2 separate regions of the Mus musculus genome follow, and region 1 is linked to region 2. The links are chromatin contacts, called in public HiChIP or PLAC-seq maps. All regions are on one chromosome and are shown on one strand. Each heading gives the region's core, a stretch centred on a gene start, on an enhancer-like site or on the middle of the called end of the contact. The rest is flanking DNA. Distances are from core to core; before and after follow the strand shown.

Region 1 (4,209 bases), core at 671-3,170, 100 kb before region 2:
TACTGAGGGTTATAGAAATGTGGGGGAGGAAGGAAGTTCTATCCGAGCTCATAAAGAATATGGTCTGGGATTTGTTTCATGTTCTTCTGGGCAAGTTACTTAGCTTAAGACCATTCATTTATCTATGACATGGGGATAATACATTTATTCCCTATTCAGGGACCGAAAGATAAAAATTACAGCAAATCAAAACACAGCTGGCCCTTTAATCTGTAGACTCTGTATTCAAGTGCTAAATCATCCATGGACTGAAAATACTGAGGTGAAAAACCTTCTGTATGTACTGAGTATGTATGTGTGTACTGAGTATGTATGTGTGTACTGAGTATGTATGTGTGTACTGAGTATGTATGTATGTACTGAGTGTGTATCCACCCTACCCCTGCCCACCATTGATTAGTTCTTATACAGTTCAGTAAAATACTTCCATAGCAGTCACACTGTATCAGGTATGGTAAGCAATACAAAGACAATTTAAAGTTTAAGTCCATAGAAATACTTGACTACAGTGGGTAAGGGACTTCAGTACCTACAGATTCTAGCATCTATGCAGATACTAGAGACTACTCCCTTACAGAAATGAAGGGATGACTGGATTGTAAAGTATTACAATGGCCATTCTCAGGTCTCCTTGTGAGACCATTTCATTCACACACTATGTGACATACGCCCAGTGTCCTTCACACTGATAACTGATCCACAGAATGAGAGATGGCACGTTTCTTCCTCAGGAAGGGTTGGTTTTAAAATGTCTCTGCTTATCTGGATCTGCCTAGCCTGTGACAGACCCTGAGTTTAATTTCTTGCACTGCATAATAAAGCCCTCAAACTCCACATTATTCTGTTTAGAGCAGAGTCCTCTGTGTTGTAACAAATGCTTTCCTATGGGGAGGGAATGAACAGAAGGAACCAGAAAAGCTATCTCAAAATGGGACAAAATGCATGAGTAGAGTGTTTGTTTGTTTGTGTTTGTTTTTGAGACAGGGTTTCTCTGTGTTGCCCTGGCTGTCCTGGAACTCACTCTGTAGACCAGGCAGGCCTCGAACTCAGAAATCCGCCTGCCTCTGCTTCCTCAGTGCTGGGATTACAGGCGTGTGCTGCCACGCCCGGCTGTGAGTAGAGTTTTGCTTTAAGATTCCATTCCCAGCCTTACCTCTATTTCTCTTTCAAGGTTCAGATCATGATCCCACAAAATTATTTTTCTGTCTTTTCCGCCTCCAGTTAATAGCATCCCATTTCTCATCTGACAAAGTGTAAACACACTGCCATCATGAGCTTTGATTTGTCTGTTGATCTGATACACACCTAATATGGTAAGAAAAAAATGAAAACACGAGAAATAAACACGTTTTATTAGACTTTAGTATCTCTCTGGAAACCAGCTTTAGCAGAGCTACAGGGTGAATTCGCAGACAGTTCACATTTCCCTAAGCAAGAACCTGGTCCCAGTAAGCTACAGAAACATGGCAGGCACAGAGACTTCAGACTGAATGTAGTCCTTTACAGTTACAGCAGGATCATGCACTCTACAAATATTTTCTTTAAAAACCCTGTAAGCAACAGCCTTTCTCTCTCAATCTCTGTCTCTGTCTCTCTGTATGTCTCTCTCCCTCTCTGTGTTTGGTGGAGTTGGGGAGGCATTAAAGTTGTTTTTAAGTGGGTCTTCTTGTTATCCCAGGCTAGCCTTGAACTTGTAATGTAGTTGAGGATGGCCTTAAATATCTTGTCTCTACCTTCCAAATGTTCAGTTTATGTAGTGTTGGGGATCAAAGCAAGGCCTTGTGCATGCTAGCTAGGCAAGAACACTAATAAACAAGATACATCCTTAAAAAAACAAAACAAAAAACAACCCTGTAAGCTGCTGCAACAGTGCTTCCTGTTCAGACCACAGGGGATATAAAGTGCAGCTCAGCACCAACGTCAGCGTCATCTCCCGTGATAGCTTTGTGCAGTTTTAGAGTAGTGTGAGTGTGACGAGTTTGCAAAGCAAGGATCCCAGGTATCGGTAAAGCTGTAGCCAGGATCCCAGCCTCCCACCTCAGTGTCCCTGGAGCTTTGCAAAAGCCTCTGTAAGCTCAGGGCATGGCAATCACTAATAAACATTGAATTCTCCTTTCTAATCTGCTGAGAAACAAAAGAAATGACTTCATCCAAACCAAGTCCGTGTCGCTTACTCAGGGCAGGGCTGTAGCAGTCAAGGGAGGCTAATGAGACATGAGGACAGCCAGCCTGTGGGAGATAATGCCTTACAGAATTCGTTACCAGGTTCACAATGGAAGCCAGAGCCTTGTTTAAACATGGCAAAAGTCAACAAAATAGCCTTAGCTCTTGTGGAAAAACGGGAAGAAAAAAAAAAGATTTAAAAACCACTCATTTTTAAAAATTGCATAGCAACTGATGACTGGGTAAGTAAGTAGAACAGGGCTGTGCCTAGATGACTGAACACTAGGTCAAGGGGAGGTAAGGGACAACAAGTCTCGAAGGATGGACCTTAGGAACTTGCCAAGTTAAACTGCCAGTTATCGTCAGTCATGGTAGAGCACACCTATAATCCTAGGAGGCAGTTTGGGCTACACAGTAAGTTCTAGACCAGCCTGGCCTATATAGCGAAAAATGTTAGAAAACAAAAAGCCAAATAAAAAACTAGTTATCTAAAGCCACACATTTTACTTTATTTTGAGAGATGGGGAAAGCTAATTGGTGCACGGCTCCTTCCTAGTAGACCCCGACAAAGAGCATAAGTGGATATAGCAAGCATTACTGACTGCACTCTTAAAAGGAGCACACTTTATGTCATGTGAACGATGTATCAACAAGGCTCTTACTGAGATTAACTTACTTTTCTATTAGAGCTGTCATTAAGTTTGCAAAATTAGCTGAAATTAACAAGGGTTTGGCATCACTAAAATGTCTTCAGCCGTAGCTGACCGTGAGAGCTGCGGTGCGTCCCTGGTAGAAAGGCGCAATGGACCTACTGCTCCCATCTACTGCCTCCAGCTAAACACAACCCACCTCTTGAGCAACACAGTATGATCAGTGGATGTCTGTCTACACAATTTATCCATCTTTGCTGACTGCACCCAGGTGCCCAGGAGAGAAAGGACATCTAAAAAAATGTGAATTTTCTGAGCACTGCCGAGTCCCTTAAGTCAAGGACAGAGGAAGGAAAAGAGTGTAAACAGTGAGCAGGCATATCGAAGCTCTCCCTTCTTGTACGTGGTCCAAGTAGTAAGTAGTTTTGAAATTACAAAACTAGTCAGACGTGGTGGTGCGTGCTTTAAGTCCCAGCACTTGGGAGGCAGAGGCAGGCAGATCTCTGAGTTCAAGACCAGCCTGGTCTACAGAGCTAGTTTCAAGACAGCCAGGGCTACACAGAAAAATCTTGTTTTGAAACATGCCATACCCCCAATTAACCCCCACCTCCAAAAGGAAAGAAATTGCAAAAACAGCTAGGCATGGTGGCACACACTTTTACTCCCTGCACGCAGGCGGCATAGACTGTGGATCTCTATGCGTTCCAGGTCAGTCAGTTAGGTCCACCAGTCAGACCCTGTCTAACACAAACACCCATTAAACATCAGGTGTGAACACCATGGCTCCCTGTGAAAAATGCACAAAGGAAAATCAAAGTTTTCTGTTCTTAATTCAGCCACCCTGTTACTTAAAGAACTGTCTCATCAGGATAAAACCTCCATCACGTGAGTGGCTCGGTTCCACTCACTGCCTTTCAAGCTGGGATGCTGACACAAAGCCCAGATAGTAACTAAGTTAAAAAAAAATGCTGTGTTTCACATTTAAGCATATTCCAAGTTTCTTTTACAGACTATAAATAAAACATTACAGTTGAAAAATCTTTCTCTTATGAATCCATAATTCTGTCAGTCTAACTTAGGTTAAACATTTGAAATACTTGCTGAGAAAAATTACTGTTTTTGAGTTTAAAGACTTTATGCTGAGGTTTAACTGTGTGGCCAAGCCTACCCAAGTCTAATGGCAAGCTCTTCTGTTCCTCTCATTGCCAAGAGAGAGTCTCCATGACCAGCAGGTTATCTCGCCTGACCAGGGAGGACAGCTGGAAGGCTCTGTCCACTCAAACACAGACACAGACGCAGGCAGACGGTAGCACCAGGCCAGGCTCTTACCACCTAGGCGAAGGCCCGTGCACGTGACGTGCTGAGTGAGCAGGCCAAAAGGCTGGACCTCTGAGTT
Region 2 (4,112 bases), core at 94-2,593:
CCGACTATACACGCTACTACCACATAAACTAGTCAAATATACAAATCAAACCCAGTCGCTGGTATCACATAACCGCAGTATCAGCAAAAACAGAATCGTTTCTCTCACCGTAACACTGAAATCTCTACAGTAACTGGATTCCAGTGGCCTCAAAGAATAGCCATTCCAGACACAGGTACTGGTTACCCTGGAGTTCTGTTCCTCAAGTCAGTCACAACATTTAGCACCTGTACTCTGGTTAAATGGAACACTGAGAAAACACTTCAGCCAACAGGATACCCTATCCCTTTCTCTCCATTCCACAAAGACAGCATATTCCAAAAATGGAGAATCCTTTCTTTTCCGATTGAGGCCCCCTCTTATGGGTTCATTGGGCAGGATTACTTCTCTCCAGCACGCATGGAGAGCATACTTCTGCTTTCACTCTTAAAGAGGGTCCCCCAACACAGATGCGCCTCTTCCTTCCCTGTATTGAGTAGATGATAATGCTCTCCACCACTGCAAAACGTTCAGGGAAGTGGAGGGAAGCTGTCAGTTACTGAGGGCTACTTAATAAATCTTCAAATATAAAGACTGAAAGGGGTGACTCCAATCCAGAAGTGGGACTGGGGATTCCTACTCCCTCCGGAAAGGCTGCCCCAATCTTGCCTATCATTCCGTTTAAGTGGAGAGATGTACTCTGAGGGAGAGTCTGTATTTGATGAAGGGGTGCCCTGACTTTAACGGGGTGGGGGGGTCAGAAGAAGGTGCTAAGTGTACCGGGAGGGACGTAGCAGCGGCTGGAGGGTCGTTGAGGGGAAGGAGGGCCCCCGCACTGAAGGGGGCTCTGGGAAGAAGGGAGGGTCTGGAGGCGAGGGCTGCATGGGGGGAGGGGCCGCCCGTCCCGGAGGCGGCGGCGGGGCTGCAGCCTCGCGGGGACCATGTGCCGGGAGCGGCGGCCACCCGCAGGGGCAGCCCGGGGAGCAGGGCCCGCGGCGCGCGCGCGCGCAGGAAGCCGGGGTCCCGGGTTACGTACGAGGGGCGCGAGCCCGCGGCCGGACTCACCGAGGCTGCCGGCGAAACCGTCCATCTTGCGGGGACCGCGCCGGGCTCGGGGCTCAGCGGGGCGGGCGCTTCATTCAGCGCCCCGACCGTGCGGCGGCCGCGGGACCTGACCCGCCGGTTCTCAGCGTCGCCCGGCGCGGCTTCCGACTCCCGCCGCCGCCGTCCGCCGGTCAGCCCGTCAGCCCCGAGGGTCAGTCGGTCAATCAGGTTGAGAGCCGCGCCGCCCGCCGCCTGCCCGGCCTCTCTCCCTCTCTCTCTCTCTCTCCTAAGCCGCAGCCGTGAGCGCCGCGCCGCGCCGCGCCGCGCCCCGCCCCCGCGCCCGCGCGCAGCCACGGCTCCGCCCCCGCGCACGCCGTCACGCTTCCGATCCCGCCCCACGTGACGGAACGGGGCGGGGCTTCCCGCGACACGCCCCTCCCTCTCTGCCCTGCCTCCGCAGCCGCAGAGAACTCTTGAGAGTTAGGAGGCTATTGGCTGCTCTTGTGTTCCTGGCCCGGTTTCGCCACCAGGATTCTCCAGCCCGAAACTGGGTCTGAGTGGACGGGGCTCGTGGGTGTCCTGCTGCTAGAAAGCTGACCTGCACTGTGGGATTCTTTCCCTCTGGGAAGCCCGCGGAGCACAGTTCTAGAGTTCTTTTGAAGGGAGGTAACGAGGAGGCTAACGAGTGAGAGGAAAGATTCCCCTTCTTGGGGTTCCCCTCTCCTCTAGTCAGTGAGAATTCTAGGTAGAGACAAGACTTTTTGACCAGCCTGAGGCCATGTCTGCCACAACCGCAGGTTCTAGGACAGAGCACAAGCAAACAATGTTAATGCTGGATGAAAAGAGTTCGTCTTACCCAAGTCTTATGAGGAAAGTGCACGTAAAAGACTGGCTTGGCTTACTCTCCTTTTGTTCTTCCCATCAGGGCACAAAGCCACCGGATAGCCTATCAGGAAACTATAGCACAGACTATTAGTTTTTAAATAAACCTTAGTTCTAGGCTCAAATCTATGAAGTCACCTAACTAAATTTAGGCCTTGCTTTAATTTATTTGCAAATTCAAGTGCTAGACTGTACCTGAGGCTGACCTCTGGCACACGCATGCACAAGCACAACCAAAACTCATCCCATCTTCTTCAACCCTCTAATCTTTTATTATTATTATTTTATTTTTTAAAGATTTTTTTTAAATTTATATGGGTACACTGTCACCCGGTTACAGATGGTTGTGAGTCACCATGTGGTTGCGGGGAATTGAACTCAGGACCTCTGGAAGAGCAGTCAGGGCTCTTAACCGCTGAGCTATATCTCTCCAGCTCTCAACCCTCTGATTTTATCCTCTTTCCTTACAAAGACATTTGAATAGTTTAGGTCCCTTCTAGGTCGATGTGCAGATTAGAGTAACAAAAAACTGTAAGGTGTCTCAGAGACTAAATTAGATATACCTTTTAAAGTAGCTGGGTTAGGAAAAAAATAAGAATGTCTGTTAATAGAGTTGTAGGTTACAAGGAACAAATTGAAGTAAGGAGAGAAGAAATGGGGAACAACAACTGCCATGAAAAGAATTGACAGAATTAAATGGTTGAAAGGATTGTTAAACATCCTTGAAGGATACCTCTCCCCTTTGATGCCTTTTTAAACTTCTTTCCTAAGGGCCTGGGAGTGTACCTCGGTGACCAATTGTGCTTAGTAAATAGGAGGCACTGGGTTTGATCCCCAGCTCTGGAAACAGCCAACAAACAAAATCTAACTTAAAAACTTAAGGAAACATCACAGCAAACCTAGGAGGTCAGTGTTGTAAACAGGACACAGCAAGGCTGAGAGATGACAGTCAGTAATGTGCTTCCCACAGAAGCAGGGAAAGTGTACTGATGTACACTTACAATCCCAGATCTGGGAAGGCAGAGACAAACTGAACGCCAGGGCATCCTGGCCAGCCAGCCTCCACAGAGAGGTCCTATCTCATAAACAGCTCATGAGGAACTGTACCTGAGGCTGACCTCTGGCACACGCATGCACAAGCACAACAAATGAAAACCTGACATTGGCTTTTTAAAAAATGTTTAACTAAAAGAAGAGAATAGTAAGTCAGGTTTTCTTCTAGCATGGTGAACCAATTTTTAAGTTTTCAATAATTGAAGTAGAACTTGATTTCCTACTTATAGTAAAGCCATATATATAGTATATATATGTATATATTATATATGTATATATCACATATAGGTATACATACGTATATATTACATATATGTATATATGTGTGTATATGTATATATTACATATGTGTATATATTATATGTATATATGCGTGTATATTATATATGTATATATTACATATATGTATATATTACATATATGCTATACATTATATATAATTGCTAGAGGCATTCTGATTAATTTCATATGATTCACATTTTAAAAAGAAAAACACAAGTATTATACATTTAAAATTCTACAGCACTGCGTTACTGAGTATGTTCTTGACAGGAGACAAATGTCTATTTTGGCTTGCCATCAATGAAGGCCAAATTCTCTACTTACAATGTACTTATCTGATGACTGCAAGGACCTTCCCCTTTGGCTTTGTGTGTTGCAACCCTTGCTCCTCCCACACTCCTCACATACTGCCAGGGCCAGCTGTATGTCCATATGGTGTTCTAACCTCTAGCCCTGAAATTCTATGCTGGGACGCCAGGCAAGTCAGTGAGCTGAGCCACAGGAGCACTCCCGAAATCTATCGCTAAACAAAAGTAGCTGGCACTGATTCAATGCAAATGGCCGTGGTCTGGGTGGAATATTTCACTAAGCCTAACATCAAATGTATCCCCAACTCTTTGAAAGCTAGTTGCCCCAGATATCTAGTTATTCCAATAGTTCCTGCCGGAGTGGAATACGTGACTAAGGGAAGGAAGGCTGTGATGGAAAGATGCGCCTTCTTACACACTCAGTGCAGGCACACTCAGGGCAGGCACACTCAGGGCAGGCACACTCAGTGCAGGCTCAGGCTGCCGGGCATGCTGTGTTTTCCTGTAAGCTCAGCACCCTGGAGGCTGAGTCAGGGAGACCAAAAGGTCAAGATCATCTTCACA

Evidence for each region. HiChIP or PLAC-seq counts read pairs in DNA pulled down with a chosen protein or histone mark.
Region 1: a contact with region 2 is called in an H3K27ac HiChIP or PLAC-seq map of epiblast stem cells. The contact joins the enhancer-like site here to the promoter of Eml4 in region 2. A contact is called at or near these places in 3 of 39 promoter capture datasets (the 3T3-L1 cell line, hippocampal neurons and liver), 1 of 15 datasets of contacts at CTCF or cohesin (pro-B cells), 6 of 484 Hi-C or Micro-C datasets (B cells, CD8 T cells, bone marrow-derived macrophages and 3 more), 8 of 115 datasets of contacts at active chromatin or transcription factors (the SCID.adh cell line, Th17 cells, bone marrow-derived macrophages and 5 more) and 3 of 9 other capture datasets (adipose tissue, liver and pancreatic islet).

What each region holds. Positions count from the first base shown.
Region 1 is chr17:83,451,497-83,455,705 of GRCm38.p6, reverse strand. It overlaps Eml4 (echinoderm microtubule associated protein like 4), which reads right to left. Exons shown (of 23, transcript NM_001379374.1): 14 at 1,154-1,305. Among named protein-coding and RNA genes, the nearest start is that of Gm46594, 19 kb to the left of the region's middle. Within about 2 kb of position 1,920, at least 26 of the 459 cell types and tissues checked have an H3K27ac peak or open chromatin away from gene starts, as enhancers often do. A contact at or near this core is called in effector CD8 T cells, epiblast stem cells, extraembryonic endoderm stem cells and 1 more, where this site is marked.
Region 2 is chr17:83,348,172-83,352,283 of GRCm38.p6, reverse strand. Eml4 (echinoderm microtubule associated protein like 4) reads right to left here and starts at 1,343. Exons shown (of 23, transcript NM_001379374.1): 1 at 1,045-1,343. The coding sequence starts at 1,069.